Regions from separate parts of the Zea mays genome. Here region 2 is linked to region 1. Evidence: chromatin contacts called from public HiChIP or PLAC-seq data. All regions are on one chromosome and are shown on one strand. The core of a region is the stretch at or near the end of the contact, and the rest is flanking DNA. Distances in the headings are between cores, read along the strand shown.

Region 1 (5,709 bases), core at 504-3,003:
TGGGCAGCGCCATACACAACTACTAAACTCCATGAAAAATTGTTAGCCTTATTTTAGATGTGGAATTTAATGTGAAATTTACCGTCTGAAATAGCCAACACATCCATTGATGAGTTTTTGGCACCCAGTAAGGCACCACCAGATCTACCACTAAGAGGACGACAGTGCCAAGTGAAGTCAAAATCACCTGAGAGTCGGTCCAAGTCTTTCTCCAAGAAATCTTGTCTACCTACCTATCCAAAATATGATCTCTCATAATGTTAGCAATGCATGAGTGTTTAGCTAGATATCCAAGACCCCTGATATTCATAAAAATGCCATTCATTGTGGTATGATAAAAGGTTTGGATATACTAGCCCTTTTTGGACACATCTTTTTATTTTTCTTAGAAGAGTGAGACTTGGATTTTTGACTAATTGGTGTAAGATCATCAAGTGATTGCAACATAGCCTCATCCAGACCCTCGTATGATATTTCCCCCAATATATGAGATAGGAGCTGACCATCATGTATAGCATCCACAACCTCATCATCTGAGTGATTGGAAACCATTTTAGATTACTTTTGGAGAAACTTTTATATTGTCAATCTCCACATGTTTAATAACATTAGCTAAAACTACAATTTCATTATCATTTCTTCCAAACTTGAAGCCAATATTATGAAAATTGGAAGTAATGCGTGCATTATCAAAAGACGAATAAAAACTCTAATTTGAAGTACCTGTTGGAGCGTCGAGGTTGCAGATTTCTTGAAGTCGCATCACCTCCGAAAGCGAGTTCTCATCCAATGTTGAAGAGCCATCCACAACAATTTGGTGTCGGGAACTACATCGATGAGGTGTAGTAGATGACAACTTGTTCCCGGTCTTCTTCTACACCATCCATCACACCCTAGCCACAACACATGTTCTAGGGGCTCCTTTTTCTTTTATCCTAGGCACATCTACACCACACAAGGTCTAAACAGGTTGTTTAGAGAGACCAGCTGCCATCAAGCTTGCGGAAGGTGGAACACTAACAAACAATCAAAAAACTCATTATACATTTCCAAACTCATCATCAGCTCCACAAAACAAGATAGGAGAGCCTAGCCCCTAGCATAAGCATTTACAAGTAAACTTCTATCCACGGGAAGAGTACTACGTCCTTGACATAAACATCTCACAAGCAAACCAACAAAGACTTCAATGATCTAGGACTTCGATATGAAACTCAAACGGGAAGCAAACACTGATCATGGTACACATTTGACATACAAAAGCAAAGATAAACAACGAACCCCATCTTTCAGATACACAAAATTGCTTCATTACAAGCCCCATATTTTCCTTCCTTCTTCAGCTGCTTGCAGCCATCGCCTCAATTTTCTACATCCAGAGATACAATGGAATCAGAATCAAGCAAGCAACATATGTCAACAAGTTAATTTCCACACCATAAAAGTTAGAAGGCAGGTTGATTATGAGGTTCAAGAACGCAAATATTGGCATACAAAATAACTGGTTATGTTTTGTTAATTATTAAATAGGGGCGCACCCCACATGCGAGACACGAGAACAAATGGATATATGCTCCATCAAAATAGATGGAATAACAAAATCGAACACATTATTAATGCAACGATACTTTTCAGCATACCGTTAGCGCCAGGCGGCCAGGGCATCACGCGACAAGCGCGGGAACAAAGGATGTTGAAGTAGACGTCAAAGTGGTGGGCCATCACATATGCAGGCCAAATTGTCGTGTGACAAGGAAAGAGTGGATCAAGTGAGTGGATGGCCTTGGGCCATGGCGATCACACCTTGTATAAAAGGTGAACTGTAGTAGTGAATCGATGGCGAATAACAGAACACATTTCGTCCTCCTCTGTTTCCATTCCTTCCACCACTGGCCACTGGACGCAACACGACGTTCGCTGACAAGTGGTATCGGAGACACCGTTCCTGATCTGGCGGCGTCATCCTACTACACCTACTGCGTGAAGATGGCCGACGCTTTTGACCTGAGCGTTGTGGCATCACTGGAGGCACAATCCAAATCTATGGATGTGAAGTCGCGCATGCTCACCACTCGGTGAAAACTTCTCCTACAACTCTGTGATTGTCTGGAGTCACAGTATCATCGATGGACCAATTTGGAGAAGTTCATGAATGCAAACACCAACAACATCGCTAGATTATAGCAGAAATTCGGTGATGGGGATATTGAAGACTTCTGCGGTGGTCTTACTCGTTCCTTGGGGGAACGAGTGGACACTCAGGTAGCCAAGTTAGAGACAGCGATCCTGAACCACGTCGACGATCATGTTGCTAAAACTACCACCTGGGTAGCAGTGTTGAATAATGTTACTTCAGTGTTTGAGTCATGGCGACCATCCACTGAACATTTTATTGACAACATCAAAGCATCGATCGATACAGTGCGTTTATTAGAGCTTGCTTAATTGATTCAGCTTCTAGAACGCAGTATCGTCGATGACCAAAATGACCAACCTTGCCTTCTGGGATAGTATGTGCCGATCATGGAGTGCCCTCCCGCTACCATAGATTACATTGACTGGCCCAACGGGCACGACATTGCAACACATCCTCGGGAGTATAGATTTGGGAACCCTCCAATCCCAAACAATCTCATGACCAATGGTATACACTCTTCTCACCTGCCTCATAATCAGATTGAGTTCCATTATCTTGGTGTTTGGAATGGTGAGAGCACCTAGAGGAGGTGAATAAGTGATCCTACAAAACTTGCTCAAAAACCAACACAAACTTGGTATATAATAGTTAATAAACCAAGTTTGAGAGTAGGGAGAAAGAGAGAAGTTCCTTTTACTTGATTGCTCTATCAAGATGTAGTTTAGACTTAGAGCAATATCACAAGTGAGAATTTGGAACTTGGAAGAGATAAAAATTGAATAAAGTAAATGGCACAAGAGACAGTCAATTTTTATCCAATGGTTTGGTCAAACATAATATAATTGCCTACTCCACGTTGTGGTGTACCAGTGGACGAGGGTTGTACTCAACCCCTTTCAAGTGATCCAAATATCAAATTTGAGTACCATAGTTCTTCCCCATATCACAATATCTCGTTTGTGAGGAATCTCTATAAGTTGGAGTCTCGCATGCCTTACATAAGATGATCACAATAAAAAATGGAGTATGGGGGAGTAATAATACGCACAGAAGAGCACAACACAACAACAATACACACAAACACAAAGAAGAGGATGCAAGAACACAAAGAGTGACAGCTTAGAAACACGCTCAAATCTCTCTCAAACACTAGAATAGCATGGTCGTGGAGTCTTGAAGTTGTAGAGTGCTCTTAGAATGCTTGGGTACCAGGAGATGCGCCTAGGGGCTCCTTTTATAGACCTAAGAGTCCTAGGAGCTGATGCCTTCTCCACAAGGAAGCTAAAAAACTTCCCTGTCTGCGGACTCACCGGACAGTCCTGTGCTCCACTGGATTCCTGGCCAACAATGGTCATCCAGCGATCTGATTGGCCGGTTTCCTTTTCCAGCGTGGCACCGAACAGTCTAGTGCACCACTAGACAGCTACCATGTCAGCTAGCCAGTGCCGGCTGGTGACCACCCGCGGAGAGAGTCATTAGAGATGATGTCCGGTGCATCAGATAGTGCACAATTCAATGTCGAGTGTAAATAAAATTCCCAAGAACGGTGTCTTCAGTTGTACTCTTCACCGGACATACTCACCGAACAGTCCGGTGGGTCCCAGACTGGCCCAAGTTTGGCTCTTGTCCAACTTCTTTTGACTATTTTTCAGATGATCCCTAGCACTTAGACAAACATAGTTAGCAACCAAAACAATTGCATAAGTGATAGAATCACACCTTCTTCTCATCTTTTCACAATGATTTGCAATTTGTGCAAACTCAAGCCCAAGAAGTTCTTTTCTCTAAAAATGTGTTAGATCCCAAACACAAGGACTAGAAACATTATAAAGGACCTATGCAACATATTTAAAAGTGCAAACCTCACACTTATACCATTTAACACAAAGTTGCGTATTTGGGTCCAAGTTTGAGCTCTTTTGGACTTGATATCTTCAATTTGCTTTCTTCTACACCTGTTCTTATGCTCATACACAGTGTGTTAGTTCACAGTGGTGTGTTGAGTACTTAATCACCAAAACAACTAGAAACAACCTAAGGTGTAATACCCAAAAATGTATACAAAGAGAATATAATGGGTCTCCTTATTTTGTGTGTCATATGTTCATCTTAACAAGAGCATACATATAATTAAGAGATTAATTAAAACAAATGATACTAACATGAAGGATGCACCATATTGGAGTTTGGTTTGTGCATTTAATATAAATAATAATAATAATAATAATAATAATAATAATAATAATAATAATAATAATAATAATAATAATAATAATAATAATGATTTGAAGCTTTGGATTAAAACCCAAATTTGAATTTGAAATTTAAAATGGAAAGGAAAAACAAATTAGGAAAAGAAAAAGAATATAAAAATAAAAAGTGAAACTCGTGCTGGGCCCAAACCAATTCGGGCGACCCATATACTCACCTTCTTTGCGCCAGCCCACCTGGATTATGTGCGCCGACGGCTGGGCCCCATTGGGCAGCCTCTCGCGGTCTCGCCTGCACGGGTTCCTTCGCTTTTCGCTGGCATGTGGACCCCACCAGCTAGATCAGTCTCTCCCGCAGCTCGCGCGCGTCGTGGAAGAGATCCGCGCAACGGACGGTGGTGGTTCGGGTCTCCCGTTACCGGCTTGACTCGCATGGTTATTTCGAGCCGGACCCCCTCCTTTTCCCATCGCAGCCAAAACCCCTTTCCCCTCGTGACCCCGAACAGGAGCGACCGCTACTGTTGAAGCCAGGAACTGAGAGTGGGAGTGGCGGCGCGACCGTCGATTCACGCGGTTACCGTCGGCTAGAACCTCGTGCTGCGTCGGGGAAGTTCATCGGCGATCACTGGGGCGATTCAAAGCGTTATCGTTCAAAGTGTGACCCCACGCTTCAAGAATTTTCCCTCGTCGGGATCACGAACGTCGTTGCGTCGCGGCGGTGCGTGATCAGGACCGACGCCGTCCAGATTCGAGGTATGGGGACCACTTGAAAGTTAGCCCTCTCTCTATCTTCGTATTGCACCGATCGCTCATGTAGATGTGCACTAGGTCGTCGCCTGGCCACTCGCCGCGTGCTCTCTGGCGGTGGCGCGAGTGCCGTGGTCGGCTTTGGGCGCTAGGTACGAGAAGGGTTCCTGGCCATATGATTAGAAGCCAGCGGCTAGGATCGGATGTGCGCGCTTTCGGCTGAGTTGTAACCTGGGTCGTTGGATCCTGGTTGGGCGCTTGAGATTAGTGCTGGGGCGGCGATGGATTTCTTTAAATCGGAACCGTTGGTTTGGGAACAGACGGATAGATTTGGCTCTGCGTTCCAACCCACGGATTGGCTATTGGTCGTAGGATCCCGATCCAAGGACTCGGGTTGCAGACTGATCACTTAAGTGCACATACCTAATCTGGGCCGTTCGGGTCTGATCCGATGGCCCATCATGGCCGATACCCCTTCACATTACCAGTTCGCAGAAGAGACCCTAGAAAACTTAAGAATCAACCCATCATCCAATGCAACAGCCCTCTAAGTCTCGGGGATCTTTTTAGTTTAGCCCCTGCACTTTCCAGAAAATAGTGCCCAGTCCAGATAAT
Region 2 (5,791 bases), core at 1,030-3,529, 480 kb after region 1:
AGACGCCGCCGGCGAACCTCGTCGCCCCTGCGCACGCGCGGACCGTCCAGCCTATAGGCGCGGACTGTCCGGCTTGTCAGGTAGGAAACCTAAGCCCTGCTCTAGGTCGCAGAACGTCCGACCCCTTCCGCGGACCGTCCGTGCTTGTGCAGAGAGCACCGCTGCCGGTTCTCATCGTAGTGTTTGGCGCTCGGATCGGCGTCAACGGTATGTCCATGCCACGATCCTTATACCACGATCCTTATACGGAACCTGAGCATCGTAGCCAGCCACTCTCGTCTGTGCAAACGGATGCAGGATGAACCAATAATTCATTCCATGTTCACCATTGTGATGAGCTCTTCGAAGATTGTTTGTGACCATTGAGTAGGTGTGAAAAAGGGAGCTTGCAGAATCTGTCGGGAAACCCCATGCCAAACCACAATACAATGCCATGGCACCATGTTGCAGGGGCGGCGTCGCGACCAGCGCCGGGTTGCTACCGCCGAAGCCCGGACCAAATGACAATGAATTGTAATGTCCTGATTTCTTGAATATAAACGGCACATAGGCAAAGTATCAGCAGCTTTCTCCGTTTACATCCCTGCGAGCACGCAAATGAGCTCGACAGATTCTTCTTCGTTTGGTTTCTGCGCCATCTGGTCGGCTAGCAGCCGGAGCACCTCCCAGATCTCGAAGCGCCGCGGGTGCGCTTGGTCGTCGGCGACGAACGAGCTCACCTCGCCGTCCACCTCTAACGCGCTATACGCGGGGAGCTTCTTGATCCCCCGGCCGCCGATCAGCTTCCGCACCCGACGCGCGTCATCCTTGCGGTTGGCGTCGAGGTAGATGTTGGACAGCTGCACGTACACGCCCTCATCGGCGGAGCCACCTAGCCTCTCGAGCTCGCGCGCCGCCACCTCCGCCAGCTCGACGTTGCCGTGGCTCCGGCAGCCGGCGAGCACGGATCCCCACACGGACGCGAGCGGGGCCATCGGCATGATCTTGACGAGCCCCACCGCGTCCTCCAGCCGCCCGACCCGGCAGAGCATGTCGACCGCGCAGCTGTAGTGCTCGTGCCCGGGCACGACGCCGTACCGGGGCCGCATCTCCCCAAGAAGCCGCAGCCCTTCCTCGACGTCCCCGGCGTGCGCGCACGCGGACAGCGCCCCGAGCACCGCCACGCCGTCGGGCCGCACCCCGTCCTCCCGCGCCATCCTCTCCAGGCACGCGACAGCTTCCGCTGCCATCCCGTGCACCGCGAGCGCGCCTACCATGGTCGCCCATACGTACGCGTTCCGCTCGGGCATGCCGTCGAACACCCGCACGGCCTCCTCCAGGCACCCGCACTTGGCGTACATGCCGATGAGCGCGGACCCGAGGAAGGCGTCGGCGAGGAGCCCCGGCGCGGCGCGCTCCACGTAACGATGCACCCACGCGCCGAGGTCCAGCGCCCCCGCCTGCGCGCACGCCGCCACGGCCGTCGTCAGCACGACCGCGTCCGGGGTCACCCCGTCGTCGTCGAGCATGGTCCGGAACACCGAGAGACCCTCGGCGGGCGCCCCCGCGCGCGCGTACGAGCCGATGAGCAGGTCGTAGTGGATCGCCTCCCGCCGCGGCAGCTCGTCGAACACCCTCCGCGCGAGGTCCGGGCGGGGCGAGTACAGCTGGAGCAGCGCCGTAGTGACGTAGTGGTCGGCCGGGAACAGCGCGTTCCTGACGAGCAGCGCGTGGAGCTGCGGCCCAGGTGCGGTCCCGGCGGCGGCGGAGGAGGACGGGTTGGCGTCGAGCGCGGCGGCGGCGGAGAGCGCGAAAGGGAAGGAGAGGTGGTCCGGAGCGGGGAGCGCCGGGGGCGTGGCGGGAGAGAGCATGAGGCGGAGGAGGCGGAGCGCGAGGCGCGGGTGGGCCGGGCGCGCGGCGCGGCGGGAGAGCGCGTGGAGCAGCGAGTTGAGCGCGAGCAGAGCGAGGTCCGGGTGGCGCGGGAGCAGGCCGGCGGTGACGAGGAGGGCTTGGATGGGGAGGAGCGGTGCGGTTGGGGAGGCGGCAGAGGGGAGGAGGCGGGAGGCGAGTAGGGAGTGGCAGAATGCGAAGGTGGGTTTGGGGATGTACGGGCGCATGCTTGCCTGCTTGCTTTGATCGCGCGCCGCTGACGCTGGGTCGCAGGTGCACCGATTCTCATGTTGCCGAGGTGACTGACTCCATGGACGGCAGACTCACGGTCGCAGGGGGCTGCGGCTGCTCGGCAGTCGGCATCGACGGCGGAGATCGGCAGCTCGCAGCCGCAAAACGCACGGCTGCTCGTGGCGGCTGGAGCAGAGGACGTAGAGGAGATGGGTCTTTTTTTTGTTCAAAAGGTCAGAACTTACTGGGCTGGATGGCAGTGGCTTTATTGATTTGGGCCTTTCAGCCGGTGGCAGGATTTGTTCCGAAGTTTTTTGGGCTAAATATTCGGCCTACGTCTGGCCCTTAGAGCTTTTCTTAAAAAGCTATTGTCAGACTTGCTTTAAATTCTGAGGAACCAATAGTGATTTTGAAATTAGTTTGGTGAACTCAGAAAGCTAAAAACCAACGAAACCAGTTTTTTTTTCTTTATATAGAAACTCAACTTTTAGAATCTTTTTAACTTGATGGAAGCTAAACAAAAAAAAACATGTTTGTTCAAATAAATAGAGGCTAAGTCTAACTATTAGTTAAGGGGAAGGTACTGTCCGACTAATTATTAGTTGGACCTCTAAATAACAATTATCACATAATATTAACTATTAGCTACTAGCTAGGCCAACAATCTAATAATATCAATTAGATGTCTATCTAATATTTGTTATGTACCTAGCTAACTACTATCATCTAATGGGTATAAAAAGAATTTAGTTGTAAGGACCAAATTATACATTTGCGATGATTGGACATGCGTCGCTCCCACCCTCGTGCTGGAAAATAAGGCTGTCTCCAACCATTTTTCCTCCTAAATCCCTCCATTCGTACTTTCTATTCATATTTAAATACCTCTCCCTCAATATCCTTCCCCCTATTTCTCCTCCTCTCTAGCCATTCTCTCTATTCAGCTCCCTCTTACCCTTTAAATGAAATATTTGTCTTTTATACATCCGTTTTTAGAGTTTTAGAAAACACTAGCATATTTGTAGTATCGTAATACACATTATTATCAATTAATTAAACTTGAAATAAATTAATTTCACGGTTAAAAGCGTTGATTAACGAAAGGGGGATTAGATCTCCCTCTTCCACAACAAGCGCAGGCATGGTCACCCTCGCGACTCATGAGGGGGCTTCGAGGGACGGCGTTGGACACCACTTCACCATATTCGTACACGCACATGAGAGGGGGTGGTGTTTAGTGCATTGTTGGAGATTGGAGTCAGCCTAACCCCGAGTGCCCCCTTCCCGCCTCGCGCCATAAAAGCTGGAAGTTGCTCCCACCCTCATGCGCCGGAAAATAACACAAAAAAGACGCATATGCATGGGCAACAAGATTTCAACCTACACCACTTGAATCAAAAGGAGACATCATCAACCACAACACCAAAAGTCTAGATGTGTTGTACGAAGGAGAGATGATATATATATATGGTGTGTTTGTTTTGGCTTTTGGTTCTGGCTTTTGCCCCATAAAAGCCAAAAGTCAAACCAAAGGGATGGATCCAGGAAACAACTTTTTCTAAATGCCGGCTTTTCGTAGTGCAAAACTGAAAGCACCCATATACCTTCTTTTAGTGGCTTTTAGATGGAATTGTGAAAACATATATCGAAGAACTTTTAACGGCTGTTAGTGGTTTACACCAAACGGTTTTAGCTTTTTAACAGCTGACAGCCCGTAACAGCTTTTTTCGCAGCTCACAGACCATAACAGGTTTTTTCACAGCCACAGCCTAACCAAACAGACCCATAATGTGAAATTATAACAATGTTTGAATAAAAATCTCGTTTAAGCAAAGTCTATATATAATATATGGAAACCGTATTAATGCACAACCATTTATTTATAAAAAAACTTTTTTTATTGTTATTGTTATCTATGTCACACCTTCTCTTTCCTAATCTTTCTCACAAAACAGTCATCCCGCAAGAAATGGAAGGTGGATTGTCCGTAAACTTATGAACAGACTAATTTTTACATGTTTTTTTTAAAAAAGGACTAGCTTATTTTATATGTTTGCGGTAACCCGACTTGCTCACATAATATCTATATCTATCTACTCCTTAAAAGTACGAGTTTCCACCATCGTGTCTCACATGCGAACGTGTAGGTCTGTTTTTCTTCCCCACGTCTTACCCTAAACAACCAGATAACCTTCCATTCGAATAAGAAGAACAAAAATACGATAATTTCTATGTATATTATTGGATAAGTTAGCACCACCGTTTCTTTAAAAGCATTCCCCTCAGCTCCTCCGCCTCCCGTCTCGTCCTCTGCCCTTCCCACAGATGTCAGTGTTTACCTCGCCCTCGAGGGACTTCCACAGCGTCATGCTCGCGCTACCAGGACAAAGGAGCATCAACTTCGCCGCCGCGTAGGGTTTATTCGGTTGGGTCTGGATTAAAGAGAATTGAGGAATTCAATACCCTTCTATTTAATTTTGACTAGAAATAAATTTAAATCCCTTTTAATCCTTTTTGATCCAGACGTAACCAAACAAGTCCTAGGCGGGCGTTGTGCATTGATGGACGCGTATGGTTTCCTGGCGGCGGCTTGTGTCGAGCTGTGAATAGGATGTGTTCTTTGCTCGGTGTTTGTTGTTCAGTTTATGTCTCTCCCGGCTCCTCCTACTGTATTTGGCTCACAAGTGGTTCGGCCCGAACGAGCTATATTATTGTACTAGTAAATTGTTCGCGCCCCGCCGCGAGTCTTTGATAGATGTGTTTGTACAGTCAAAATAGCGTTGCTTTACACATAATGGACCATTAATATATATGGATACATACATATAAGAGTGGCAGAATTATATGTACAGAAAATTGTTTGTAGTAGTAGAATAATTCGGTCTGCAAATGTAACAACAATAGTCTATTGTGCGTCCTCGTGCGAGGGCAATTCACATGGTAAACACGTGCATAAAAATTATAAGTTCAATCTTTGCATAGAAACCAGCCTGTTCATTTGGCTTTAATTCATATCGACTTTTACTGCCTTCTACAATATTGTCTCTATGGATTGCAGCTGCATTAGTCCAAACAACCGGCTTTAATCTGAAGCGAACAACCCAGGCAAAGGATTTTAATGTAGATATGTGACACACACAAACTGGAATATCTGAGTTTGTTTATATGGGGCAGAACATATCTATTGTGCATATTTTTCAACTCATGGCCTTCTCTGTATGTGGTAATCATAGAGGATTTTTCGGATCATACACACATATCTGAATTTCGCACTGAAGTGGGGTCTATTTTGAAATTCTGAAACCTTGGAACCAACAATACTCATACATTTAAGCAAATTTAAGTTCATTTCGAAAGGAAAACAACTCATAGTAGTGCAAAATAGAGAAAACAAAAACTTCACTCCTACCCAAGGGAAAGAAACTTTGTTATCACTCTATTCCTATGCTGGCTCAGATTACTCTACTTTTCCCCCTCCATTCCAAACATCTTTGCTATCACTCTATTCCTATACTTTTTACTATTATCTTATCTCAGTTTTTTTTTCTATTCCTCTATTTTGCATTCATTTTTTTCCAAACAACTGCAGTTGCTTTTATAGTATAGGGTGATCACTTTAGCTGGCATGTAAAATAGAGGAGCCATTAGCATCATAATGGAAATATAACGATCAACTGGAGTAAGAAAGCAA

Evidence for each region. HiChIP or PLAC-seq counts read pairs in DNA pulled down with a chosen protein or histone mark.
Region 2: an H3K4me3 HiChIP or PLAC-seq map of leaf shows a contact between it and region 1, with 9 times the contacts expected there. The contact joins the promoter of LOC100382022 here to the enhancer-like site in region 1. A contact is called at or near these places in 5 of 25 Hi-C or Micro-C datasets (bundle sheath, ear, leaf and 1 more) and 1 of 3 datasets of contacts at active chromatin or transcription factors (leaf).

The regions. Positions count from the first base shown.
Region 1 is chr6:45,611,963-45,617,671 of Zm-B73-REFERENCE-NAM-5.0, forward strand. No RefSeq gene overlaps it. Among protein-coding and RNA genes, the nearest start is that of LOC103629247, 100 kb to the left of the region's middle. Within about 2 kb of position 1,754, at least 2 of the 20 cell types and tissues checked have an H3K27ac peak or open chromatin away from gene starts, as enhancers often do. A contact at or near this core is called in leaf, where this site is marked.
Region 2 is chr6:46,091,925-46,097,715 of Zm-B73-REFERENCE-NAM-5.0, forward strand. It overlaps LOC100382022 (Putative pentatricopeptide repeat-containing protein), which reads right to left and starts at 2,280. Exons shown (of 1, transcript NM_001174787.1): 1 at 503-2,280. The coding sequence starts at 2,096. The coding sequence ends at 576.